2 separate regions of the Oryza sativa genome follow, and region 2 is linked to region 1. Evidence: chromatin contacts called from public HiCAR-type data. All regions are on one chromosome and are shown on one strand. Each heading gives the region's core, a stretch centred on a gene start, on an enhancer-like site or on the middle of the called end of the contact. The rest is flanking DNA. Distances are from core to core; before and after follow the strand shown.

Region 1 (5,986 bases), core at 3,465-5,964:
AAAGGCAGAAAGGTGCATAAAAAGAAAAATAAAAGCCAAAAAAAAAGTCTGACTTAGATTGGTGAAAAAAATTGATGTGCCGGATTGAAGATCTGTTTGCAAAAACGGAATCTATATGTCAAGAGCATTCCATTTTTATATGATTTTAATTTTTGGATTTGTACTTTTATTTTTGAGTCCCTGTAATTTTTATATTTACATCTAAGTCCCTATAATCTTGCAACAAGCTACTTGATGTCGTTTTTGTTAAAAAAATAATAAAAGAGAAAGAGAACAAAGACAGAAAGGTGCATAAAAGAAAAAGAAAAGCCGCACAAAAAAGAAAATAAAGAAAAACAACAACAACAAAAGTTTTTTTTCCTTACTGGCGAAAAAAACTGTAGATCCGACGGAAAAAAGATTTGATTCATATAAAAGGCAAAAAAAAAAAGTGGTGACAAAAAAAACGCTAGATCCGAATCCTTTAAAAACAGAAAAAAAGTTTGATTCCTATAAAGGCAAAAAAAATCTAAAAAATTCGTTCGATTCCCTAAGAAAATGGTGAAAAAATGGTTCGCAAAAAATAAAAAGCTGGTTCATATAAAATAAAAAATGCAAGAGAGAAAAAAATAGAAACGGCGAAACAAAATCTGATTTCTAACCAGTATATATCTCTTCTCTATCTCTAATTTAACTATTTAAAAAGAGAAAATGCATGAGAAAATAAAAACGGTTAAAATAACGTGTGAGGCAAAAGTCAAAAAAAAGCGCAAAAGCACGCTAAAAATGTTCTCTATCATCAATAAAAAAATAAAAAGAAGCGCGAGAAAAATTATTTCCATTGTCGATAAAAATAAAAAGACGCGCGAGGAAAAAACTATCGAAAAAACACGCCATTTCTAAAAAAATGGTTTTTAAAAACCGTGCAAGAAAAAAACACCGTCTATTAAAAAAATCGCCCTGAAAAAACTGTCAGAAAAAAGCTAAAGTGATGGACGCTTCAGTCGGATAGGATCCATCGATTTTTTGCCATCTACTACATGGCTTTATTTTGTCATATATTCTCCTGTAATGCAAAAAAGCAAAAAAGAACCATCGAAAAAAACAAGCAAAAAAACGTGCCAGAAAACAAGAAAAAAAACACACGAGAAAAGAAAAGCAAAAAAAAGGGAGAAAAATATGGTTTTCTTCATAAGTAAAAAAAGCAAAAAAAAACATGGTAGGAAAAAACTGTTTAAAAGAAATGTGCCATTTCTGAAAAATGGTTTGAGAAAATCACGCAAGAAAAAAATACTGTTTGTAAAAAAACAAGCCGCTCATTAAAATAGAAACATTGTCATTAACATGATTATGCATGAAAAACATATATTATTATTAGAATTTTTTTACCCGTTGCAACGCACGGACATTTTTGCTAGTATATATATATATTAATAAATCTAGACATATATGTGCGTCTAGATTCATTAACATTTATATGAATGTGGACAACGCTAGAAAATTTTATAACTTGAAACGGAGGTAGTAGGTTAGTATTGACCCCGTTGACTATTTATCCTGCTTCGCCCCTGGCTACACGTCCATTTTCTAGTCTCTCTTGTCACCTAACAAAACTCATATCGCCGGCTGACATAGCTCTGAGGTGGCGCTCCTACCGGCTGACATACTTCTACTATACTTGCTCTAATAGGCTGATTTAGGAAGGCTCCAAAAATATTATATCATTATACTTCTACTATACTTGCTCTAATATACTGATTTAGGAGGAATCCAAAAATATTATATCATTATATAGGAGAGAAAAAAAAGAGATAAGCGGTAGCACTTCTTCCACGCATGCTGAGTTGGTGATTGTTCAAATGGCCACAGAAAAGCAAAGTTTGGATAATGTATACCATTTGTATGGAATCTATATTCTCCCTCAGATTCTCAGTAGGTGCAGCAGTTCCACCCTGGAACCTGCTCTTACGTACAAGCATTCTATATGAATGGATTCGAATCGGGGATGGATGCAGAGCCTATATGAGTATGCCGTGCTCCCGTATGTTCCTCCCAGATCCTATTTCATTTTCCTATATACTCGCTCCGTCCGTCGGCGAGCCGACCGTCGTTCTCCGCACCTTAACCCCCGACGGTTCCGGACTTCCGGTGCTCTCCTCCTCACCTCCGCAGTCCGCACATCGCACGCCTCCAGTGCGACCTGGGCCATGGAGGTCCCCTCCGGGGAAGTTGCCTCATCTGCTTCATCTGCTACAGCGTCCCTTCCACAATCTGCTCCAGCCGCTGCAACACAGCCGCCAACAGAGGTTCGCCAGCTTCTTATCCTTTTGAACAGAATGATTCATTCTGGGAAAAAAAAAGGGACTCTGTTCAGTCATTCGCTCATTGTGCTGGCGATTTTGGGGAAAAAATGGCTTACTATTTTTTTTCATAGCATCATACACGTGTATGATTCATCTCTACTGTGTCACTAATCAAATTGGAAATGTCAATTGATCAATTCAGGGATCTTTTAGCCGGGAAGTGTTTCTGTTCACCACTTCAGGCGGCATCTTCTTCGTGCTTGCGGCACTCACCAAAGTCATCACCAACGGCTGGCCACCGGTCGCCAGGACTCTCTTCGCCCTTTTCACCGTGTGTGTGGTGATTTTCCTAGCAGCAGGTTCGGTTGCAACCACTACCATGTCAGACCGTCCTAAACTGCATTTCCTGGCGAAAGTTGCAGCGAGAGTTTCCCTAATTATAGCTATCATGATACTAGAGATCCCATTTATTCAGATGGCTACGGGATTGTCAGCTCTTGTGTTCGCGCCAATACTCATGATAGCTACGCTCATTATATTGGGGTATATATGGTGGTGGAGCGAGCCTGACATCGTGTGCGCCTGTTTTTGCCGGATCTGCCGTAGCCGCGGTCAGGTTCAGGTTAATCCTGAGCCCGCTGAGGACAATGTGTGAAGTACTGAAGAAATCAAACTTCAGGTTTGTTAGTACGTTCCCTATCAAAATGTAATTAGAGGTGTAAAAGTGTTGGGTTTTTGTTTATCTTCATCGAGATTGTGATTCACTTCCGAGAGTCTCTGCGCCCAACAGGTCTTCTGCCTGCAAAACACTTCAAAGTTTTCTTCTTCCTTTGTCTTTGGGGACTCTAGAACCATCGGTATGATGTAGTTTCTAGGGGTGCATCACCTTCAATTGATAACCTTATCGCAAAATGTAAAGAAGATGCAGCCCTGTGGGCAGAAAGATTGAGCCACGCTGACAGGGCTGTTGTAGAGTCTTGGAAACTCATTTTATCATCCTCCCCTCACTCTAATGTAACTTAAGCTGCTGTACTGTTCCAATATTTTAATGAAAATTCAGGTGGGGAAGCTCCCCCGGTGACCAGTCTTAAAAAAAAAAACTTCCGAGAGTCTCTGTAATTGGAGTCTTGGACCATGCAGAAGATTGAATTAATTAAAATTCAGATTGTGAATTCATTTCTGAATCTGTTCTTGAATCATGGCAGAAGACTGAATAATTAAAGTGGTTGGCATCGCCATATTGGTGCATTATACTCCGTGCAAGGAGGAAGAGGGGGCGCACGATGACTGCGGTTCGACCGCGTCGTCCCATCCCTCTCCCGCGAGGGACAACACCCCGTCACCGTTGGCGTCCAGCGCCTCGAAGCGCGCGTCGACGCTGCGGCCGAAGGCGTCGTCGTCCGCCACGAAGCCGCGCACCGTCGACTCGTCCAGGTCCAGGATCACCACGCTCATGGCGGTCGATCGATCGAGCTGCTGCTGCTTGCTGATGTTGGTCGTTGGAGTGGGAGGGAGTATGTAACACCCCGCTCGCCGGCGTCGAGGATTCGGCCGCCGCGAGCCGCCGGATGGTGTGAACGCGAGAGAGAATTGGGGATAGTTTGTCACTTTGTCTCCTCTGTTTTTGTTCTTAGATAATCGACAGTTTACAACTCGACTCCTCATAATTTAAACCCTCTCATCCAGGCCCACATGACAGGCACTGAACACACACACGCACTATGATTACATAAATACGTTTCCACCCAACGAAGACGCCTTCGTTCACCCCGCCTTCGCTGAGTCATCCAGGTCCTCTGCTTCCTCTGTCACCAGTGGTGCCGCCACATATACATCATCCGGTGACACCCACCGGTGTGACACTGCCGCCCCCATGAGAAAACGAGCGCGCAGTACTGAATAATCCTCCCAGGTTGCACACTCAGCAGGTAATTCACCCCAACGAATCAACACCTGGGTTAAAGCAGCATTACCCTTCTTAACAAGACGGCGATCCAGGATCTCCGATGGCTCCAACGCCGAGATATCCAGCTGGACAGTGGTAGGTAACTCAGCAAAAACCGGAATGTGAGAAGGAACAAAAGGTTTCAACTGAGAGACATGAAAGACCAGATGAATAAGACTGCCATCTGGAAGTTTCAGACGATATGCTATTATGCTATTGATCCCACTTCACTGATAATCTCAAAGGGCCCAAAATACTTGAAGGCTAACTTGGGATAGGAAAACAGAATCGCCCACAGCAAACTCCCGAAAAGAATGTTTCTCATCTGCATATTGTTAGCCAACTGATGCTGTAGCATATCTGAAAACAGCTGCCTATCCTCCAAGACAGTCTGAACCCCAGCATCATCAACAGGAATATCACCAGGAACCAGCTCAGGAATAAATGCATATCTGGGGTCCATACCAAACAAAGCCTTATACGGTGTGCAATTCAAGGATGAATGGGGGAGGATTTCCAGCACATCCTGCGTCTGCTGAACACCAACGTGGATGGGAAGCAGAAGATCATGTTCGCGCTCACCTCCATCAAGGGTATCGGCCGCCGCTTCTCCAACATTGCCTGCAAGAAGGCCGACATCGACATGAACAAGCGGTGAGCAAAAACCTTCTCGCCTCACGCTCCCCACCCCCCCCCCCCCCAACCCCTCCTCTGATCTGGGTGTTCGTTTGTGCTGTTGGTGATGTTCTGGAATGATGTGTAGGTATAACGAATGGTTATTGGTGTTATCGGGCTAATTTCTTACAATCAGGGAAAACTAGATAATTTGAGCATCTTTCGGTTTGTAGTTGTACACGTTGAATCCAAAGTTGTGTGGTTGTTTCGTTAGTTCTACTGTGATGTTAGGTGGATGGATCTTGTACTGAGTTATTTTGTTTGGTAGTGATTAGGACGAGTAGGGTTTACTGACTGGTGCCTTAATTTCTTTGTGGTGGATTAAGTGATAATATGAGAAATTTTCTGCGCGTTACTATGCTGCAAAGCTGATTATTGACTGTCTGCAAACTGAGTTAAGATTGCTTGGAGCTTTTAGAATTTATTTAATAGCATGACCTTTGTAATTGTAAGTTATGGATGTATTTTTTTTTCCAACTTGACTCGGGATTCGAACGCCTGCTAATTTTGATGTGTTTATCAATTGGCGATGATGTTGATGGCAGGGCTGATCTTTTGGCTCCAGTTAATTGCCTAATACTGTCTTTATTTCTGCCGTAATGTCACGAGGTGTCAGTGTGTTGCAACTAGTTTCAGTTCAGTTGAATTTATGTTCTATTTGGCTTACTAGGCCAGGACCCTGGAGTTGCCCGTCACTACTTAGCAGTCTATATGATTAGTTGATCTTTTCTGGGACGTCATTAATTTTGGGCTACCAAGATGATCAGTCTATTTTTTATGCTCATTTGGAACCTGAAGGGCTTAATTAGATAAAAATGTGTTATAATTATCACAGCTATATTTTATTTGGTATTAGTTGTTTCATGCAGTTTGGCTAATCTGATACGCCATACTGTACTTTGCTTATGCTTAGTTAATCCGAGATGACTTTGTAACCAAAACATAAGATGGTGATGATTTTGTGCAAAACCAAAGGACTTTTATTTTACTAGTGAGAAAGCTAACAATTATGTTTCTCTGTAGGGCTGGTGAACTCACTCCTGAGGAGCTTGAGCGCCTCATGACTGTGGTGGCAAACCCTCGC
Region 2 (5,953 bases), core at 892-3,391, 190 kb after region 1:
CAAGAGGAATCAGCAATGAAAGAGTGGGGAAATATATTCAATTATTATTAGTGAAGCATCTTATTGCCTGCTTTTACACCCCAATAGCTTATACATCCCAACAAAAAATCGTAAATTCAACACCGGCAACAACAAAACCCCAAAACTCACTTTGTTTTGACACTGACGCCATCTGTTCCAGCGATGATCACCGAAGTCGCCATGTCCAGGAACAGCCCATGCTCAACGACGCCTTCCAAAGCTGAGATCTCCTTCCCTGCTGCCAACGCATCCTTGATCGGCGTCTTGAAGTATAAATCAACGATGTAGTTTGAGTTGTCGGTAACGTAGGGTTTGCCGCCTTCATCCAATCTCAGCTTCGCCTCGCATCCTTCATCGTTAAACAGATCCTGCAATCTCACTTGGTTGTACTTCCAGCAGAACTGCACAACCTCCACAGGCATGGCTAGACCACTCCCTCCTAAGCCGGTAACTAGCTTTGTCTCGTCAACAACAACGATGAACTTGTCTGATGCTGCCTCAACCATCTTCTCCCGGAGAAGGGCACCACCTCTCCCTTTCACAAGGTTAAGGTCTGGATCGACCTGTTTTGATACCAAAATGGAGGTATTCAGGTAGGTAGCTATAAAATGGTGACTTGGGAGAAAAGCAGGGACGAGGATACCAAATCATAGACAATAAAATTACATAATATTTGACCATAGAGCAGCTGTTTGCATGTCATGGCTTGATCCTGCTAACTTTATCATCACTGTTAAAGCATTTTACAATAGAGATGTGTTGCTAAATGGCCTACTTTCAGATACAAAGCTACACAGAGAAAAGGACAAGGACAAAAACAGATACTCCCGAATTACTACGGCTAATCTGCATAATAAGAAGGCAACACCAGCCACGAGTACCAAGAGTACAACGGTGCAATTTTTACACGGTTGACTAAGAGTTTAGTAGTGATTCTAGTGAAGTTCATGGCACTAACAGCGAGTAGTCACTGAGCTGACAGACAAGCTACCCTTTCCATTGGGCTGTTTTGCTGATCAGCTACTGGGCTGATCGGTATTGGCTGGGCAATTAACACATGATACTATTAGCTATTACAAACTTGAAAAAGGGATTTATTTGAAGTTTTAAAGGAACTTCTATACAGAAAGTTTTCTTTCAAAAATTGCACTGTTTAGATTGTTTTCTCCTTCATAGGAGTAGTATCTAAAATGTGACCTGCCAATTAGCTCCTTTACTACTCTTTAGCTAGAACCATATACAAGATTTGCATTTTTGTCCAACTTTATCCATAAAGCTACCATAGGACCATCACACATTCACACCTACAACTTTTTATCCAGAGAAAGAAAAACATTATCAAGGTTAAGTCCAAAAGAAAAGCCTCATTTTCTCTCCAAGTCTCCATGAACGGTGATTGCAGGACAATCATATAGGCTTAGCACATGGTAGAAAGTCAGACCTCCCCATGTTGAAAGCAATGCAAGCCTGAATTCCTTTTTTTCACTCGGAATGGAACTGAACTGAACTAATCCAAGAAAACTGAATTTTTTTGTCCCTCAATGGATTGAGGAAAACAGTTGAGGACTCATGATGATGTAAAAGGAAGGAAGGAGAGGGGGTGGTGGCGAGGCGGACCTCGTCGGCGCCGTCGATGGCGAGGTCGATGCGGGGGTGGTCGTCGAGGGTGGAGAGCGGGATGCCGAGCGACTGCGCCTGCTCGAACGTGCGCTTGGAGGTGGGCACCCCGACGATGCCGCTCAGCTTCCCGGACGCCAGCAGCGCCCCGATCTCCGCGACGGCGAAGGCCGCCGTCGACCCGGTCCCCAGCCCCAGCACCATCCCGCTCTCCACCTGCTCCACCGCGCGCACCGCCGCCAGCCTCTTCAGGTCGTCCTGCGTCAGCGCCGCCGCCGCCGCCGAAGCCGGCGCCGACTGCGCCCTGATGACCCCGGACAGGCGCCTGCTCCGGCGCGAGCCGCCGCCGCAGCGCGCGGCGGATGCGGCCGGGTGGAAGCGGACGGAGACGGTGGCGGCGGCCATGGGAGAAGGCGGTGGTGGTTCTTGGGAGGTCGATGAGGCGTGTGAGGTGGAGTGGAGATGGAGGAGATGGGGGGTTGGTGGTGGAAGGAAGAAGAAGATGGAGATGGAGATGGAGATGGTGATCAAAGAAAGAGGGGTTGGTGGTGACTTGGAAGGCTAGGGGTTTTTCTAACTTTTTTTGTTGCAATTTTCTTTCTTATTCTTGTCAATAAGAAATGTTTTCGTGTTTAAATTACTGGTCATCTTAGGTTGGGTTCATTGTGAGCATAGGACAAAAACATCTATTTCGAGTTTTTATTGTACAAACAACTCGTGTGGATCTCGGTAATTTTGTGCGACAGAAATAAGGGACACTTAAATGGTTACTAAGGTCGTATTTAATGTCCTATTTTTATTGAATTATTAGAGTAAGCTCGTACGAAATATAAATTCCATTATGTGATAAAAAACACCCCTTTTTATAGCCGATGTCCTTATTGGATTACCTCCTTCTCTGGAAAGGTTCTTTTTTTCTTTCCATTTGTAAACTTTGTTTTCTCTCCATTTCTAGTAAAATTGGGCAATGATCTCTAACAGGCCCAGTGAAAATCAAGGTCATTCATTTTAACCGATGTGACACAACCAGATTTCTCTATTGTATACTAATAAATATAAATTTTGGGATTATCATTGGGAATTAATTGGAAAGGGAATGAAATAAGAACATGGTAAGCTGATCATTGGCCTACCGCCTACAGCTGATTAGCAAAAGATAAAACTTTTATATCTCCTTAGCAATTTAAAAGCTAATAATAGGAGGGGGTAATACACGGCCCTCGCATCGCCCTCGCGCGGCGGCTCGGGGGCGAAACCCTAGCCACCGCCGCCCCTCCTCCTCCCTCCTCCCTGCTTCGCCGCCACTGGAGCTCGTCGCCGGCAAAGCCGGGCGACGCGCTGGGATGGCGGCGGCGGGCCCATCTCCCTCGGCTCCATCTCGCCCCGGCGCGGGTGTGGCGACAATGGCGGCAGGACGACGAGGTCGCGGCGGCGGGACAGCGAGGTCGCGGCGACGGCGTGGTGGTGGAGCTCCCTGCGGCGATGGCGGCGCGGCGGTGGGGCTCTGCGCGGCTCCGTCGAGGGCGTCGCCAGATCCGGTCGCCTCGCCAGATCTGGCCGGGGTGACGACGGCGGCGTGGCGGCGGGTCTCGGCGCGGCCGGCGACGGTCTTGGTCGACGCCGGCGCCCTCGGACGTAGCAGCTCCGGCGCGGTTTCATCGGCGACGACAGAACCAGGTTGGCGGCGGCTCTCCGGTTGGCGGCGGCTCGTCCGGTTGTCCAGTGGTGCTCTCGCGGAGCGCGCTCTGGCGCCGGCTGCCGCGTGGTCCTGGCCGGGCTGCCGGCCTACTGCGGCTTTTGCCGGCGACGGGGAAGGCGCCTCCATCTCCCTCCCTTCTAGTCCTCCAGATCCGGTTCTCCCCTTCTTCAGTAGTTGTTCTTCCGGTGCTCTTTGACGGTGCGGCGGCCGCTCCCCTCTTCTTAGGTGCTCCTCCCTTCTTAGGCTAAGCTGCTTCCAGTCGATGCCAGGGAGTTCCGTGGTTCGGTAGGGGTGGCGTGCGGAGTTGTTTCGGCATCCTGTTCGCTGGTCGTCGGCCGCGCCGTTGGTTTCCTGCAGTTGGGTTCCTGGGTGTGAGGTGGTCTCTGGTCGAGCTGCAGGGTTGGCTGTTGAGGTGGAGTCGGAGCTGCTTGTCTTGCAAGCTCGGCAACGATGACCCTCAACGAACGTCCCGGCAACGCGACGAGGGTTTTGAGGTGGAGCAGTTTGAGAGAGCCTTGGGTGAAAACCTTGCCTAGTGCTATCCTAGGTTGATGATATCGATGCTTGCGGGTGCCGTTTCCTCCTTGGAGGTATCGTCATGTTGGTTCTCTCTTCCTTCAGGTGAAAACCGGGTTCCTTTCTGAACGGGTGTTGACAGCATCTTTGATGTTGTTTCCTTGTTGAAGGCTTCGCTTAGAAGGTTTCTGCTCCACTAGAGGATGTTTGGTGGTTCTGGAGACCTCGTCATTATGTTGTCGAAGCTGCTTGCCTTTTGGTAAGCTCGGTAACGACGACTTCTGTGAGGTCTCATTAGTTGTTTCTTTTCTTTTCTGTATTGGTTTTTGCCGGTTTCCCGTTTAATTAACCGTGCTTGTTTGGTTTTCGGGCCCGGTTTCCCTTATTAACTGGGTCAATTCTCTTCTTCTATAAATTCCGGCAGGAGATTCTCCTGCCGTCGGTTCCTTGAAAAAAAAAGCTAATAATAGAACAGTAAACCACGATGAAAGACAAACGATGGGAGGCATTATTTTTCTAGTGGGGATTGTCTGCAGTACTGCTGATGCAGTAGCAGACACTTACGTGTGGGACCGGGACCACATATCAGCCATTGCTACTACAAGCAGTACTACAGAGGATGTGCATCCTTATTTTTCGGCTTTATAAAATCGTAAGGTATACCTCAAAACACCATATGGTTTCGAGAGTCATGTGTCAAATTTACATGAAGAATGTTAGTACATCAGGAAAAGACATGTAATCTTATCTATGCTGGGCATTTCTGTTGGGTACACCATTTTGCATTGCCTGCATCTTTGATTTCTTTTTGTTTTACAAAAATACAAGTCAATGTTCAGGTAGCTGTTTTCTTTTCTTTCTTCTTTTTCTTTAAGCGAAGGGTCAAGACTCCAAGCAGGATAGTTGGCTCCTGGTCCTGATTATTTTGACCTCTTCTTGATCTATCAGCATAGCAGCCTAGTGTTGGACTAATTGAAAGCGTACATTCGCTTTTACGCTTTCTTCAGTCAACAAACGCAGCAAAAGGCACCAGGATATCAGGGAGACAGTTACCAACCTAAAACATGGAAAACAAAACAGATGGACCTCCTAATTTCATGGCTGATAAGAAACTAGTACTCCACTATGTTATAATCCTCACAGTTAATACACCATTTTTTCTGGATTCATCAAAAAGCATTTGTGGGATAACTGAAGTTGCAGAGGGTAAGTTTCTAGGTTGGCTACAGAAGTAAACACAGAGACTGAGCTTCCTGCTCTTGTGCTTGATGCAAAATGAAGTTGCAGCGAACGTCCTTCCCAGCTCAAGTCTTTCAGGTCTGGCCAATGAAAAAGAACAACATCACTATTAGTAAACTAGTAATTACAAAAAAAAAAGTGATATAGCTGGCTATGCATATAATGCAAATGCTCATATGATCCTTGTTGCACCATTTTTTACAATTTCCTTTCGAATTTCCATAATGAAAGTTGCAATCTACCAGATGAAGAGAACTACAAAGTACAAACACGAAGAAAAAGTGACAATTCCGGTTTCAGGTTTCAGCAAAACTTATGTTACTGGAACCAATTCCAGGTTCGGTCGGTAACAATAGATTCACAAAAGGAGTAGCATTTGAGTAGTAGAAAGAATGATCCAATGTTTCAGGGGCACACACACACAAAAAAAAAAAAAAACCAGCAGCACCCAGCTAGTAACATCAATTAAAATGAATTAATGTATTCAGACTGTGGCTTTTGAATTGCGGTAAATACCCATATATTTCTCTGTATCTAACTGAAGGATTAATAATACACTACTACAGTGGCAGATCCATGCATATCCTGTGGGGTCGTCTGACCCCACAGGTTTTTGAAAAACCCCTTTAAAAACCTCGATTTTTATGTATAAATCCAGAGAACTTAGAAAAATGATCCCACTTAAATATAAACTGGTATTAATCGACCACAGGGTTAAATTCTTGGCTCCGCCACTGCACTACTAGCAAGCTTGTCTCTGACTCAAGAAAAGATCACCGATATATAGATGAAAATGATTCTACTAATGCTTATAACATTAGAAGCGACAAAGAGGATGAGAAGAAAAACTGACCCCATATC

Evidence for each region. HiCAR-type assays count read pairs that join an accessible place to other places.
Region 2: a contact with region 1 is called in a HiCAR-type map of leaf, with 2.9 times the contacts expected there. The contact joins the promoter of LOC4342543 here to the promoter of LOC107275870 in region 1. A contact is called at or near these places in 4 of 15 Hi-C or Micro-C datasets (leaf and seedling) and 1 of 4 datasets of contacts at active chromatin or transcription factors (leaf).

What each region holds. Positions count from the first base shown.
Region 1 is chr7:3,939,044-3,945,029 of ASM3414082v1, forward strand. It overlaps LOC107275870 (small ribosomal subunit protein uS13z/uS13y/uS13x), which reads left to right and starts at 4,715. Exons shown (of 3, transcript XM_015790661.3): 1 at 4,715-4,881; 2 at 5,926-5,986. The coding sequence starts at 4,730. It also overlaps LOC107277788.
Region 2 is chr7:4,128,396-4,134,348 of ASM3414082v1, forward strand. It overlaps LOC4342543 (probable ribose-5-phosphate isomerase 3, chloroplastic), which reads right to left and starts at 2,142. Exons shown (of 2, transcript XM_015792509.3): 1 at 1,639-2,142; 2 at 12-584. The coding sequence starts at 2,043. The coding sequence ends at 147. LOC9266277 reads right to left here. Exons shown (of 3, transcript XM_066312257.1): 2 at 5,946-5,953; 3 at 4,919-5,172. The coding sequence ends at 5,167.